Linked DNA regions of Lactuca sativa: region 2 is linked to region 1. Evidence: chromatin contacts called from public Hi-C data. All regions are on one chromosome and are shown on one strand. The core of a region is the stretch at or near the end of the contact, and the rest is flanking DNA. Distances in the headings are between cores, read along the strand shown. Region 1 holds the start of LOC111906060 (ATP-dependent zinc metalloprotease FTSH 4, mitochondrial). Region 2 holds the start of LOC111906059 (protein indeterminate-domain 7).

Region 1 (7,248 bases), core at 1,642-4,141:
GCAGGAGATAAGTAACCAGTATAGTCGTATACTGTTGGAAGATTTTGAATAGTTTGAAACTATTGTATTTTGTACTCATGTATGTATAAAAGTATAGTATCTTGGGTAGTTGTGTAATATATAACACTTTGTAATAGTCGGTTTGTATCCAGTCGTTTGTAATCACTTTATCAATTTAAAATGTTGTTTTTATGAATATGCATGTAGCATGTTTTGGAGTAACAATTTTTTAGTAATATGAAAGTGTGGGTCTTTCATGTACCAAGTCCTGCAACTCCCCGTGTAGCCTAATCTCCCTATACTAATAAAAGAGTAGTTCTTTTACCATATGTCATCCTAATTAATGTTATGCAACTTGTCAATCTATTGATTTTTCATTTTAAATTTTAAATTTCTCACTCTAATTATATTAAATTAATAACATTAGAATAAAAAATAAAATAAAATTAATACATATTATAAGGTGGCACGTTTTTATTTGAATCAACGATTATAATTTTATATAACTAAAAGATATCTCTTCAATAATTTTAAATTTTCATTACGAAGATTTAATTAATTTTGTAAGATGCGTTATAGTTAAAAATTAAATGGTACATACTTAGGTGAGGCACATGACGAGTTGGTGGTGCGGTGTGTACCGAGTCCTGCAACTCCACGTGTAGCCAAATCTCCCTATCTCCCTATACTAATAAAAGAGTAGTTCTTTTGCCATATGTCATCCTAATTAATGTTATGCCCAGGGCCGACCCATGGGCCTGGGCAAGCTGGGCGACCGCCCCGGGCCCCCAAACGCCAAAGGGCCCCATATTTATACCTGATATTGGGTTATATTAGTTACAACACATATTTTTAAACCTTTATTAGTCATAGCCCATAATTTTTGGCCCAATATTAACACGAGTTGCGCCCCAATTGAAGAAGCGGGAGACGGGAGTGTGACCTACCGCATTTGCTGATTTGCATTTCCCAGTTTCAATTTCCAAGGGCTTAAATCGCATTTCAATCGATGGCTTCTCTTCAGCTTCGCATCCATGGAAAATCCAAACGACACCATCTCTAACGGTTAGTTCTCGTCTTCTCGATTCTGCTTCTTCTTTTTCTAGTTCAAGATTTCAAGTTAATCGGTTACCCTTCTCTAATCTCTTATTCTTAGAATTTTGATTTTCTGATTCACCATCGCCCATCGCTGATTTCGCTGATTAGTCGATTATACACAATATTCTTTCTCTTCTATTTTCTGATTTCATTTTTCTAAATAGTTGGTTCCTTTCAATATTTCCGAATCTTTTGGTGAATGGTGAATTGGTGATTTCCGATTTCGTATGACATTTGAAGTAGAGTACAAACGCATAACAACACTCTTTCAGAATTAGCTGCAGTTGACAAGCCGTTTTTTTGAATACATGTAAGTCTATTTTTTTTAATTTGTGAACTATTATGTTAAGAATCTGCAATTGAATCAATTTTCTTATTTAGAATGATTAATCATTGTTTATTGAAATAAATTTTCTTATTTTGATTTTATATGAATCATTGCTTAATTGTAGGTCATCAAATTTGTGATTTGAGGCAATTAGATATGAAATTAATTTTTTGATTTCTCTTTTTAACTGTTTTCTATCTTTAGATAATCAGATTTGGGATTTTTCATTTCTATTTTGGGCTGCTCAAAGATTATTAACATCTAAACAGGTTACAGACTTACAACCTACAGGTAGTTTCTTTTCAATAAAATTTGTTAATTTATTTTTTGTGAGTTTGTTAAATTCAAAAATTATGATATTTAAAAATGATTTTGTACTTTTAGTCTGCAGATTCCTTATTGCTTTGGGCTCAAAGGACTGGGGATATAATGATATAGACAATCAATAGAAAGTCAACTGCTGAGCAACACACATTAGTCATCAGGTAGTCTATTTTCCCTTTAGTAAGTTAATATGTTTTTTGTGAATCTGTGTGATTATTTGTTATCTGCTATATATTTTGATTGTTATCTATTAAAAATGCCTCATAGAAAATATATATCTGGAAGAGAAAAACAAAAAAAACAAAAAATTGGACAATTTAATGATTCTCAAAGAGGATCTATGAATAAGTATGTTAAAAAAGTAAATTCTTCTAATGTAGAAGATAATGTCGCACAACAAAATGATTTAGATGAAGAAGATAATGTCATACATGAAAAAGATTTGTTTGATAATATTGAATTTGATTTTATAATTGATCACTTTGCATCTAAAAAAGCTAATAAATGTAAATTTCTTTAGTTGTTTCTTTGTTATGTTTATAATTATGTATTAAGGTTCAGAGAGCATGTTCTGGCCTTTTAATTTTGTTTTGTTTTTTTAGTTTTTTGTATTAATAGTTGCTAGTTTTTTTGGCTTCTGGGGTCAGTCCCGAAGCCCCCTTTTTTTTTTTTTTTTTTTCCGTAGGTGGGGAGTCCCCAAACTTCAATTGTACTATTTTTTTTAATTAATAAAAATTGTATTGTTTTTTTTTTAATTAATAAAAATTTACGGAGGTGCAGGTCTTCTTTACAAAAAAGAAATTTGTAAGGGCCCCAAATTTTTTTTGTCCTAGGCCTCAAATTGTCTGGGACCGGTCCTGGTTATGCCACTTATCAATCTATTGATTTTTCATTTTAAATTTTTTACTTTAATTATATTAAATTAATAATATTAAAATAAAAAATAAAATAAAATTAATACAAATTATAAGATAACACGTAGTTATTTGAATCAACGATTATAATTTTATATAATTAAAAAATATATTTTCAATAATTTAAATTTTTATTAGGAAAGATTTAATCAATTTTGTAAGACGAGTTAGAGTTAAAAATGGTGCATACTTAGGTGAGGCGTGCACCAACGCGTGTTCACTATTCAGCAGCCTATGAACCCTTTAACGAACAATTGGATTAGGATTTCCTAAAACAACATAAAAATCCAATCTTTCGTTTCCCCTTCAAGACATCTCTTCCCCCCTCCCTCTCTCGTAAACCCACCAATTCCTCGCTGAAAGCGCGCAGCCTTTGAATCAAACATCTATTTTGAAATTTCTGTTCGAGGAAGAAAGGGCGAGACAAAGATCTGACCTTTGATTTGAAGAGAAGGAGAAAGATGGGCCTAAAACGCCTTCTTACCCAGGTCTATTTTCCTTCATCTTTTATTTCAACAATTGCTCTGTTTCATCTTTCTTGGTTAGATCATGTCAATTATGCATATGGATGGGTTATTACACTTGAACGTTCCTTCGAAATCAGTTAGGGTTACATACGAAAAGAAAGAAAACCCTAATCTGAAAGAGCGTTTAGGGTTCTCACAGACCTTCTTCGAGTAGCTTCAACATGGTTACGTAGCTGTAGATTGATGCAATTTGTTGGACATTTGGTTGATTGATATATGTATATGTATATACTTATATATTGAAATTTGTAGTGTTTTCTTGATCAATGTTTCTTTGGTGGTCTTGTTACATTCATCAGATTCGATGTACTGAAATTGAAGTGTTTTCATGATCATTGTTCTTTTTGGTCTCACGTGCAATATTATGTTAAGAATCGGTTTTTGTTGGACAACATAGTCTTTGAATTTCTTTATACTTTGCTTAGCCATCAAATGAATCCATGCGTGTTCTTACTGTATGATTAGGTAAAATTGGTGATGAAATGATATAATAAGTGTTAGGAATTAGGATAGTTTAATTGTAGGTCCTATATGTTGTAAAAAGACAAAATATCAATTCTGGGCACACACTTGTCTGTGATTGATTGCAACTTTCTCTATTCCTCTTTTCTTTCATCACTTTTTCTTTTTCTTGTTTGGTTGAGAACTTTTTATATGCTGCAGATTAGGAGATCAGCCTCTAGTTAGCTATGAAGTTTGTGAACATAGCCTCCGATTGTTCTATCACTAAATCAATCATATTCATTGGAGATTAAAAAATACATCTGTCATCTTTACTTATTCGCAAATATACTTTCATGAGTTTTTCACTAATATACTTTGCAAATGGTTTTACTATTCACCATGTTAGTGTTTATTTATATGTAATAGGTCTCAAGGCCACAATCACAAGTGAAGCTTCTGAAAAGCCTGTATACCAGATCATACAATACTTCTCAAACAGTTGTATCTGATACAGGTATATATATAAACAGTTAAACACTCATTAACCTTCCATATTAGTTACTTAATCTATGGAATGATTAATTGATTATATATTTGCAGTTTACAAGGTGGAAAGTGGCCAAAGAAGGTTTCAGTCAAGCTATGGTGGAGGTTTTGCAAGAAGAATGCGTGAACGTGATGCAGACAACAGAGGAAGTGCTGCATCATTTAGGGAGCTTTATCATCAAAGTGATCCAGAAGCTGTGATAAGACAATTTGAAAGTCAGCCTTATTTGCACTCAAATCCTTCAGCACTTAAAGAATATGTCAAAGCCCTGGTTAAAGTTGACCGATTGGATGAAAGTGAGTTGCTCAAAACATTACAAAGAGGTAAGTGTCAACATGAACAAATGGAATAAAAAAGTAAAAAACCATGTTACTTAATTTTTTTTGTGAATTTTAGGAATGGCAGGGTCTGGGAAAGGAGGATATGAAGAAGAAATGATTGGTGGATTTTCAGCTTTGAAAAATGTTGGAAAATCTACAAAAGAAGGTGTGTTGGGAACAGCTGCTGCACCTATACATATGGTGGCTACTGAAGGAGGACATTTGAAAGAACAGATATGGCGTACAGTTCGTGCTTTGGGCATGACTTTTCTACTCATGTCTGGTGTTGGAGCACTTATAGAGGATAGAGGAATCACTAAAGGTATTAATTACACTTTTGCCCCTAGTCCTTTATACATTATCAAGCACACCAAGGGTTGTTTCTTTATCTTTTGCAATTGAGTCCTATATGGATAAACTATAAATATAATTATATGTAAACTGTAACTGCTTCTTTTTTAGACCGAATCAACTATCTGAATCTGAGTAAATGGCTATTTTACCCTTGTGTATATAAATGATGATAAGTAACAAATTACTGTTTATTTAACAACTGTTATTAATAATGGACAATATTGCTCATATCCTTCTAGGACTAGGTCTTCATGATGAGGTCCAGCCAAGTATGGAATCCAGCACAAAATTTAGTGATGTGAAAGGTGTAGATGAAGCAAAAGCTGAACTCGAAGAAATTGTTTACTATCTACGTGACCCTAAGGTGAATAAATAAATCCACTTTTATAAATTTAAAAATAGTCCAAGATTATGAAATAATCTACATTTTTTGTCCTTGAGTATAGCTGGTTTTCGCAGTTGTGGTTCCAAAAAGTTTTTTCTTGCGATTTTGAACCTCATTTGACTTGTAATGTTTTTGGTTCCATTTCCATGTAAAATGATTATTCTTTGTGAGTCAGTTTTGGTCCCTTTGTATAGTTGATTTATGCAATTTTGGTCCTAAATGTATAACCAGTTTCTTGGAACATGGACCAAAAACATTACAAAAACAAAATGAACCAAAATTAGAAGAGAAAACATAATTTACCCAAGAGTATAAGAAATTAATTTTTGATTGAATTGTGATGTGTAGCGATTTACTCGTCTTGGTGGAAAATTACCAAAAGGTGTTTTACTGGTGGGCCCACCGGGGACTGGAAAAACCATGTTGGCCCGTGCAATCGCCGGAGAAGCAGGTGTCCCGTTTTTCTCATGCAGTGGAAGTGAATTTGAGGAAATGTTTGTTGGTGTTGGAGCAAGAAGAGTGAGGGATCTTTTTGCTGCAGCAAAAAAACGTTCACCTTGTATCATCTTCATAGATGAGATTGATGCCATTGGTGGAAGCAGAAACCCTAAGGATCAACAATACATGAAGATGACTTTGAATCAGTTGCTTGTTGAATTGGATGGATTTAAACAGAATGAAGGGATCATTGTTATTGCAGCAACCAACTTTCCTCAGTCCTTGGATAAGGCTCTGGTCAGACCCGGGAGGTTTGACCGCCGCGTGGTGGTCCCCAATCCCGATGTTGAAGGCAGGCGCCAGATTATGGAGTCTCACATGTCAAAGGTAAAATGACTGTTTTGCCCTTTCCTTTTTCTTTTTCTTTTTCTTTTTTAGAGTAAAATTAAAAAACCGTTTCAATTCATTGCAACAGATCTTAAAGGCGGATGATGTCGATCTAATGGTGGTTGCGAGAGGAACACCGGGATTCTCCGGTGCTGACCTGGCAAACTTGGTGAACGTGGCGGCACTCAAGGCGGCAATGGACGGTGCTAAATCGGTAAGCATGGCGGACCTCGAATTTGCCAAAGACAAAATCATGATGGGCAGTGAACGGAAATCCGCAGTCATCTCCGATGAAGTCCGTAAGCTAACCGCCTACCACGAAGGCGGCCACGCCCTGGTGGCGCTCCACACCGACGGGGCCCACCCGGTTCACAAAGCCACCATCGTCCCCCGCGGAATGGCCCTCGGGATGGTGGCTCAGCTGCCGGAAAAAGACGAGACGAGTGTTTCCCGGAAAGAAATGCTGGCCAGGCTGGATGTTTGTATGGGTGGGAGAGTTGCAGAGGAGCTTATCTTTGGAGAAGATGAAGTGACTTCAGGAGCTTCTTCGGATCTTGAACAGGCTACAAGGCTTGCAAGAGAAATGGTGACAAAATATGGAATGAGTAAAGAAGTTGGTGTTGTTGCTCATAATTATGATGATAATGGGAAATCAATGAGCACTGAAACAAGACTTTTGATTGAGAAAGAAGTGCGTGGGTTTTTGGAAAAAGCATATAATAATGCCAGAAATATCCTCACTACTTACAGTAAAGAACACCATGCCCTTGCTAACGCCTTGTTGGAACACGAGACTTTATCCGGAAAACAGATTAAAGAACTTTTGGCTCAATTAAACGCCAACGCGCCAGCTCAGCAACCGCAGCAAGTGGCGGCACCTCAGCGGGTGCCGCCGCCTTCGACGCCGAATCCGGCTGCGGCTGCGGCTGCGGCTGCTGCGGCCGCGGCTGCCGCCAGTGCGGCGTCTGCTGCCGCCAAGGCGAAAGGTATTGCTCCGGTGGGATCTTGATGGTAGGTAGAATGGTTTAGGGTTATGTGCATATAATGATGGTGACTTTATTATATACTACTATACTTTGCTGAAATGAGTTGAATGCTTCTTTCTTTATGGTGATTTTGAACATGAAGAAAAGTAATGGAATATTGGAAGGGGCAGTGAAAATGTTGACGTGTAGCTTTTAT
Region 2 (7,248 bases), core at 2,105-4,604, 380 kb after region 1:
ACGAGAGATGGTCCCCAGGATCTGTTAGTAACATGTATAAAAGGATCTCTTCCGTCTCAAGGAAGGGATCCATCTTCTTTCTCACGAAGATTACCCTAAGATTTCTCTCTCACTCTAGACTAACTTGATCTTCGGAGCGACGTCCCGGGAGAACACCCGATCGTCCTCTAATGGTTCTTCTATGATTGTGTTCTCAGGCAAGCACCCAAGTCAGATCCATCATTTAGCATCCAGAACATCTACGTACATGTCACAGCAGTGAGGTTTATGTCCTCCAAATTTGAGGGGAAGACATTGAAAGGTTTTCGATGTTGCGATTTTGACAACTTTTTGGTGCATTTGGAATTTTCAGAATGTCACAATCTTTTGAATGGATGTAAAATAGTGTTTATTATTTGATGATATCGTATATAATACTTTCTAATAGATGTAGTAAAACTAAGTTAGGTTTGACTGTTTGGCTTCATAACCATGTTTTTGCTTCGAACTTCATGTAATTGTTTTATTTTCTAGCTCCTTGTTAGTTTAATATAATTTTGCCATTAAAAAAAAGAGATTAAAGGAAAAATAAAAAGCTAAATATAAAATCAAACCCTTAGTATCTCATCCACTTGCTTCTCTAACTCAGATGTAATCAAAGTTCATAACATAAATCAAAGGAAAAATAAAACCCATATATAAAATTAAAGCCTCTTCTCCCCTCCACTTGCTTCATAAACCCGTATGTAAAATCCAATAGTCAAATTGTACCTTGTTCTCCTATGTACCATATTCAAGTGAAGAAAGAGACATAGTGGTGAGTGCAAAATCAGAAGGAAAAACAAACCCAATATCAACAATCTTCTTACTTGAGTTTTCGAGTGGTGATCACAAATTCAGAGTTGCTAGCCCTGTTCTTAATTCATTATGGAGAGAGAAGGAACAAAAAATAAAAGAGAGTTATCCGACACCCACCTAAGTACAAAATCAGAAGAAAAAACAATCCTATACAAAGAAGAAGGCCGCTTGGAATTAAAAAGACAAAATTGCAAAAATGGTCCCTATGGTTAGCAAATTTATGTGTTTTTTGTCGAAGACGAAACCTTGGTGCATCAGTGGTCTAATTTCATAAACCATGTGTGTTTTTGGTCCCTATGGTTGGTATTTTTGTGTACTTTTGGTCTATACCCCACATAAACTGACACCCTTATGATAGTTTTTTTTTTTTAATATTTTCTTATTCTTTTAAATAAATAAATAAATAATCCATAAGAATTCACACCCCCACCCACCTATGTCATCACTCTCACGTCTCTTTCTCTTTCTCTCTCTCTCTCTCTCTCTCTCTCTCTCTCTCTCTCTCTCTCTCTCTCTCTCTCTCTCTCTCTCTCTCTCTCTCTCTCTCTTCCATTCTTCTAGACGACATCATTCTAGTTGGGTCTTCATTGGAGTACCGTTTTCCTGATGGAGTACTTTTTTACAGAGTAACCTTCAAGCGGATAAGTGAAGTAAACACACACAGGCACACACGTTTGGGACAAAGAGAGTAGGGGCGCTGGAGGAAGAAAGTGTGCTGAAGGAAGAAGAGGATGGATTTGATCAAGGTGAAGCAGATTATGGAGTAATGGACTCTGATCTATGATCTGAAACCTCTTTCTTAGAGTAAACTGCAAATGGGAGAACACCAGTGAAACCCTAGAAGTATCTGACGTCGAATTCATAGGAGACAATCACCGAATCTGCTTCAAATTTGAGTTCTTGGTTTTAGCACTTGATTTTATTATGTTGCCTTCGTCCTCCACATGCTCCAACAAATTCAACATTTGATTCCTTTTGTTAATCTGAGTTTTATTTGATCTTAATTGTTGTTTTTTTTCTAAGCACAAATATTATTGCAGGTTTGAATTAAAGCTGAAGCAGGGGTTAAAGACGGTGTTATTAAGGATGGAGTTGGAGGTTATGGAGGTGATGAAGGTGGTTTTAATGGTGGTGAGCTCCAACGGTGATTACAGGTGGTGCGAAAGGTAGTTTTTGTGGCTTTAATGAGGGTGAGGGGTTTTAAATCTAACGAGACAGTGGGAGAGAGAACGATGGGGATGGCGAGTCTCACAACCAGGACTCTGGAAAATGTGGTAGTGGTTGCGATCTACGTGAACTCCGACGAGAACGGCGCTTGCTGATGGTGGTTCCAAACACAGGTGATGGAGTGTGGAGATGATAAGAGTGGGGAATGGGTCATTTGTTTTTTATTTTTTGTTTTGAGTTCAAAAAATTACAAATTAAATTAGTTTACGTATTTCAACAATTAAAGAAAATGAATAATATAAATTATAAGGGCATAACCGTCTTTTTAAGTGTATAGGGACCAAAAACAATAGAAATATCTAATTTTGGACCATTGGTGCACAAAGATTTCGTTTTGGACCAAAAACGCATAAATTTGCCAACCACAGGGACCATTTTTACAGTTTTATCAATTAAAAATGAATTAAGTTTCACATTTACGAGATGAATTAAGTTTGATTTTAAAAATTTTAAAAATTTTAAAAATAAAAATGCCACACATACTTGGTATAATCGAGACTAGCTGTAACTGAGGCTAAATTAGACATTTTCCCTATTTTAACCGGTTAAATGATATTTACCAAACTAACATCGAAAAAAATTAATAACCAAATGAAATAAAAAGTATTAGTTGACTGGACAACAATAATATTAAGCTTTACGTTTTTAAAGGGCCTATTTTTTGTCTTGCATATAAATCATTGACAAAGATTGTTATGTTCAATATATTTACACCAATTTGTTTTTTTCTTATGTTTTTGTCTGTAAATGAATATAATGAAGAGCATATAGTTAATATGACTATAACCTAGTATGTAATGCTCAATATATTTGTTTTTATTGCATAAAAGAATTAATACCAAGGCAAAAAAAAATCTTTAATTTCAAAAAAAGAAAAAGATGGATGTGAAGGTGGACTTTCGTGTGTCAAAAGCTCACTCCCTTTTCTTATGTACTCCTTTCGATATTGATGGCAAAAATTTTGAATCCATTATTATCTTTATTTCAACTTTTATGAACAAGAGCAATAGAAAAGTCCAAAAAGTTGCTTGAAACAGTATTACAAATCTCTTTTTGATATTTGATATCAATTATAACGCCTTTTCGATTATTTAAATTAAAATTTATAATTACTTTCTTTCTCAATCAATATTAATGATTTGTTCACATACTATTTTCATTTTTTAAGTGTGCCATAAATTTTTATATGAGAGAGGGAGAAAGTAGTAATTGTACATCACAAAAAGCAAAGCCAATAATGTATATGAGTTTATTTTTGAATGAGAAGCAAACAAAGGATAGGACAAAAACATGCAACTTCAGAATCGCGGTTGCCTTTTGGTTTTTTGGTTCCATTTTGATAGGTTCGAGCTGCCCGCTTGATCAAAGAGGTCCAAATTTAGGGATACGTTCTCATCCACATCTCTCTCTCTCTCTCTCTCTCTCTCTCTCTCTCTCTCTCTCTCTCTCTCTCTCTCTCTCTCTCTCTCTCTCACACACACACACACACACATACACACACACAGAGTATTGATGAACTTGTTTTCTTAACCTGTACGGATTGGATTTTTGTTTTTGTTTTGGTAACTCAATTTGTACTTGAGCGTATGGATTCTTGTGTTGGATCATCTTGGAGAGTTGGCTTATAACTATATATCTCGGACAAGAAGAAGTTTGGTAACTGCCTGCCAGGTCCAGACTTTTGGCGTTTGAATTTTAGTTGTATCTTAACTTATCTTAGATTCATCAAGAACAAAAAGCTCTTCTAATGTTTTGTTTCTTATTTAGGCTTAATTTCTTGTCATTCAGATCCGTAGAACATGGGTTTCAAAGAAGATAAAAGTATCATCAGTCAATCTTTCTGATATATCGAGTCAAAGCGAAAGCTAAAAGGAATTTTTGTTTAATCCAGTTCATTTAATAACCTAGAGAGAGAGAGGAAAAAAAAAAAAAAAAAAGAGAGAGGAGAGAGATGAAGGGTATGTTTTTGGATGACAGTATGTCAAACTTAACATCAGCATCAAATGAAGCAAGCCTATCTTCATCAAGTAACAAGAATGAAGTTGGTACTATGTACCCTCCACCACAGCAGATGCAACAGTCCTCCTTAGCTTCTGTGCCAATTAATTCCGACAATCAAACGCAAACCAACAAGAAAAAGAGAAATCTTCCAGGCAATCCAGGTAAACCATGTTGGTTATCATATGTTATTTGTTTGATTCTTATCAAATCCATGTACATACGTCAATGTTAATATAATATAGACGTATATTTATCGATCTTGTATCTTCATCTTGGCATCTACCTTCTGATATATATATTGAAAGTGTTGTATATATATAAAGACCATTTCTTTATTTGATTAATTACATCATTTTAATTGAATCTTAAAGACCCAGAGGCTGAGGTGATAGCTATGTCTCCAAAATCACTGATGGCAACAAACAGATTTGTATGTGAGATTTGCAACAAAGGGTTTCAAAGAGATCAGAATCTTCAGTTGCATAGACGAGGTCACAATCTGCCATGGAAGCTGAAGCAAAGATCAAAACAAGAGGTGGTTAGGAAGAAGGTGTATGTATGCCCAGAACCCAGTTGTGTCCACCATGAACCCGCAAGAGCACTTGGAGACCTCACTGGTATCAAAAAACATTTCTCAAGAAAACATGGCGAGAAGAAATGGAAATGCGAGAAGTGTTCGAAGCGATATGCTGTTCAATCCGACTGGAAAGCTCATTCCAAGATTTGTGGCACACGAGAATATCGATGTGATTGTGGCACACTTTTCTCAAGGTAAAATGGTCTAATAATTCTTAATAAACAAGATATATAGTATTTAATAAAAGTTCACGAGTGGAATAATCCATATTATGATATACTGTAGATTTTTGAAGTGTGTGTGAGTGAGAGAAAGAGAGAACAGTGTTATGCTACGATTTTTTAAGCTTCCACATACAATAAATGGGTTTCGTTTTTTTGTTTAGAGTGCTAAATTGTTTGTTTCTTTTTTGTTCCATCTCTATCATGACGACAGGAGGGACAGCTTCATTACTCACAGAGCCTTCTGTGGTGCTTTAGCAGGAGAAAATGCAAGATCTTCATCATCATCATCCTTACTACTTTCATCAAATCACCTTCCTCTCCATTTGCCAATGACTTTCCCACTCAAAACTGAACCTCAACATCTCCTACAACACCCACAACTCAATTCAAACATCATGACGAATACTTTACAACAAAATCATCAGTTACCATCCTGGTTTGTTCATCATCATCAACAAAACCCTACCCCTAATAACAATTCAAGTAATAATCTTCATCTTCCTTCTCCTTCTTCTCCTCCTCACATGTCTGCCACCGCATTGCTCCAAAAGGCAGCTCAGATGGGTGTGACCATGAGCAAGCCTGCAACTGGTACCAATACTGCCATGGTCATGTCACTGCAGCAACAGCAACAGCAACATCAACAGCAACAGCAACAGCACCAGTCCATTCTAAGTGGGCCCCACCATCATGATCACATGTGTGCACCTACATCACTGTTAACAGCTCATCATCACGCTTCCGGTCTTGGAAATTTGTCTTCAAGTGATAATGAACAACAAGGGATGCTGGGATTAGGTGGCGGGTTTGCTAACGTGAACACGGGTTGCTTCGACCACCAAACCGATGCAATCACAACCAATGCTATGCATGCTCACTCTCATCTGCTTCATACTGAATCCTTGGCTTGTACAACTGGAATGTCAACTGCATTTCAAGAGGCTTATAATGGCATGATGAGTTCAACAAAGAGTGCTCACAGTACCGGCTTTCAAGAAGCATTTATATCAGCGTCAGGCGGAGCAGCACTGAACCCGAGTAAAGCAAATGGCGGTGGTCAAAACGATGAGTTGACAAGGGATTTCTTGGGACTTACAGGATTTCCACCTCATACTGTTGATCATCATTTTCTCAGTATGGCTGGTTTGGATCAGTTAAGCACTTCTTCACCCTATCATCATCATCAGCAGCAGCAGCAACAACAGCAACAAGATAATCATAGCCAGAACCAAAATCAATTACCTTGGCATGGGTAATGTTAAGCTAGCAAGTCCATGGACGATAATGGGAAAATTCAACTTATATATTTTCACCCTATTATCGTGTTTTAAGCGCTTAATTACATAGTCCTTTTTGCTTATTACAGTTGATTTTGTTAGGTTTAATCGCCAGGCAAACTTTACAATTCTCGTTTCTTTTTTTTTTTTTTTTCTTCTGTTGGAAGTTTCAAGAAAAACATAATATTTGCTTGTAGTAATTGAAGTTTTAGACTTGTTCCTTGGTATGTTCAATTAAACCTAATCGAAACAGTAAAATGTAGAAAAAAAGACGCTGAAAAGTTAGTTTTCAACTAAGTGTGAGACAAGTACACCAGTTTATTGAAAAAAATTTACTCAATATATAAATATAAGTATTTTTTTAAGAAAAATATTAAATATAAAGATGTAAACATTAAGTATTTTTAAAATAAAAATTTAAAATAAATGCTAACAAAATGATAAATAAATAAATAATTCAATTTATACTAATAAAACAAACTATGTAAAAATAATTATATTTTGATCATATTTGTGGTTTAACCAAATATTTTTTTAGTTTTATCAATGAAATAAACAAAGTTAGATTATTTTTCCTATGTAAATTATTTTGGTCTAAAATGACAATAAACTTTGAAAGAAAATGCTAATTTTGAATTATGTATATTGAAGAAAACATATTAAAATTAAAATTTGAAAATATAAACAAACAAATTAATGACACGTTAATTCTTTCTATAACCTAAAATTTAAAATAGTTAATTAAGAAAATTGAAAATTACCATAAAATGACAATTAAAAATTAATTTCTAAGAATTAACCACAAAAATACATGTGGCAAAATGCATGAAAATGTTACAAGTGGTAAAAATTATTTTTATTTATTCGAGTAAAAGTAAAAGTATACAACTACCATGTAGTTTTTTTATATGAGGATAGCTAGAATTTGTTGTACCTTTTATTTATATATAAAAGTTTGTCTAAGATAGTTGTTAACTTTTAAATATATAAAACAAATTAAAAAATAAAAGCTAAAAGCTCCAAGAAGCTATTTGAATTAACTTTTAGGCGTATTTAGCACATAACTTTTGGAAGCGTTTGGAAGCTTCTAGCTTTTTAGCTTTTG

Evidence for each region. Hi-C and Micro-C count contacts between places; a contact is called where the count stands out from the background.
Region 2: a Hi-C map of leaf shows a contact between it and region 1, with 3 times the contacts expected there. The contact joins the promoter of LOC111906059 here to the promoter of LOC111906060 in region 1. A contact is called at or near these places in 2 of 4 Hi-C or Micro-C datasets (both in leaf).

Annotation. Positions count from the first base shown.
Region 1 is chr6:18,894,041-18,901,288 of Lsat_Salinas_v11, forward strand. LOC111906060 (ATP-dependent zinc metalloprotease FTSH 4, mitochondrial) reads left to right here and starts at 2,892. Exons shown (of 7, transcript XM_052764576.1): 1 at 2,892-3,152; 2 at 4,062-4,149; 3 at 4,236-4,505; 4 at 4,579-4,824; 5 at 5,096-5,220; 6 at 5,590-6,066; 7 at 6,155-7,228. The coding sequence starts at 3,126. The coding sequence ends at 7,075.
Region 2 is chr6:19,272,439-19,279,686 of Lsat_Salinas_v11, forward strand. LOC111906059 (protein indeterminate-domain 7) reads left to right here and starts at 3,355. Exons shown (of 3, transcript XM_052764577.1): 1 at 3,355-4,226; 2 at 4,437-4,836; 3 at 5,078-6,271. The coding sequence starts at 4,016. The coding sequence ends at 6,122.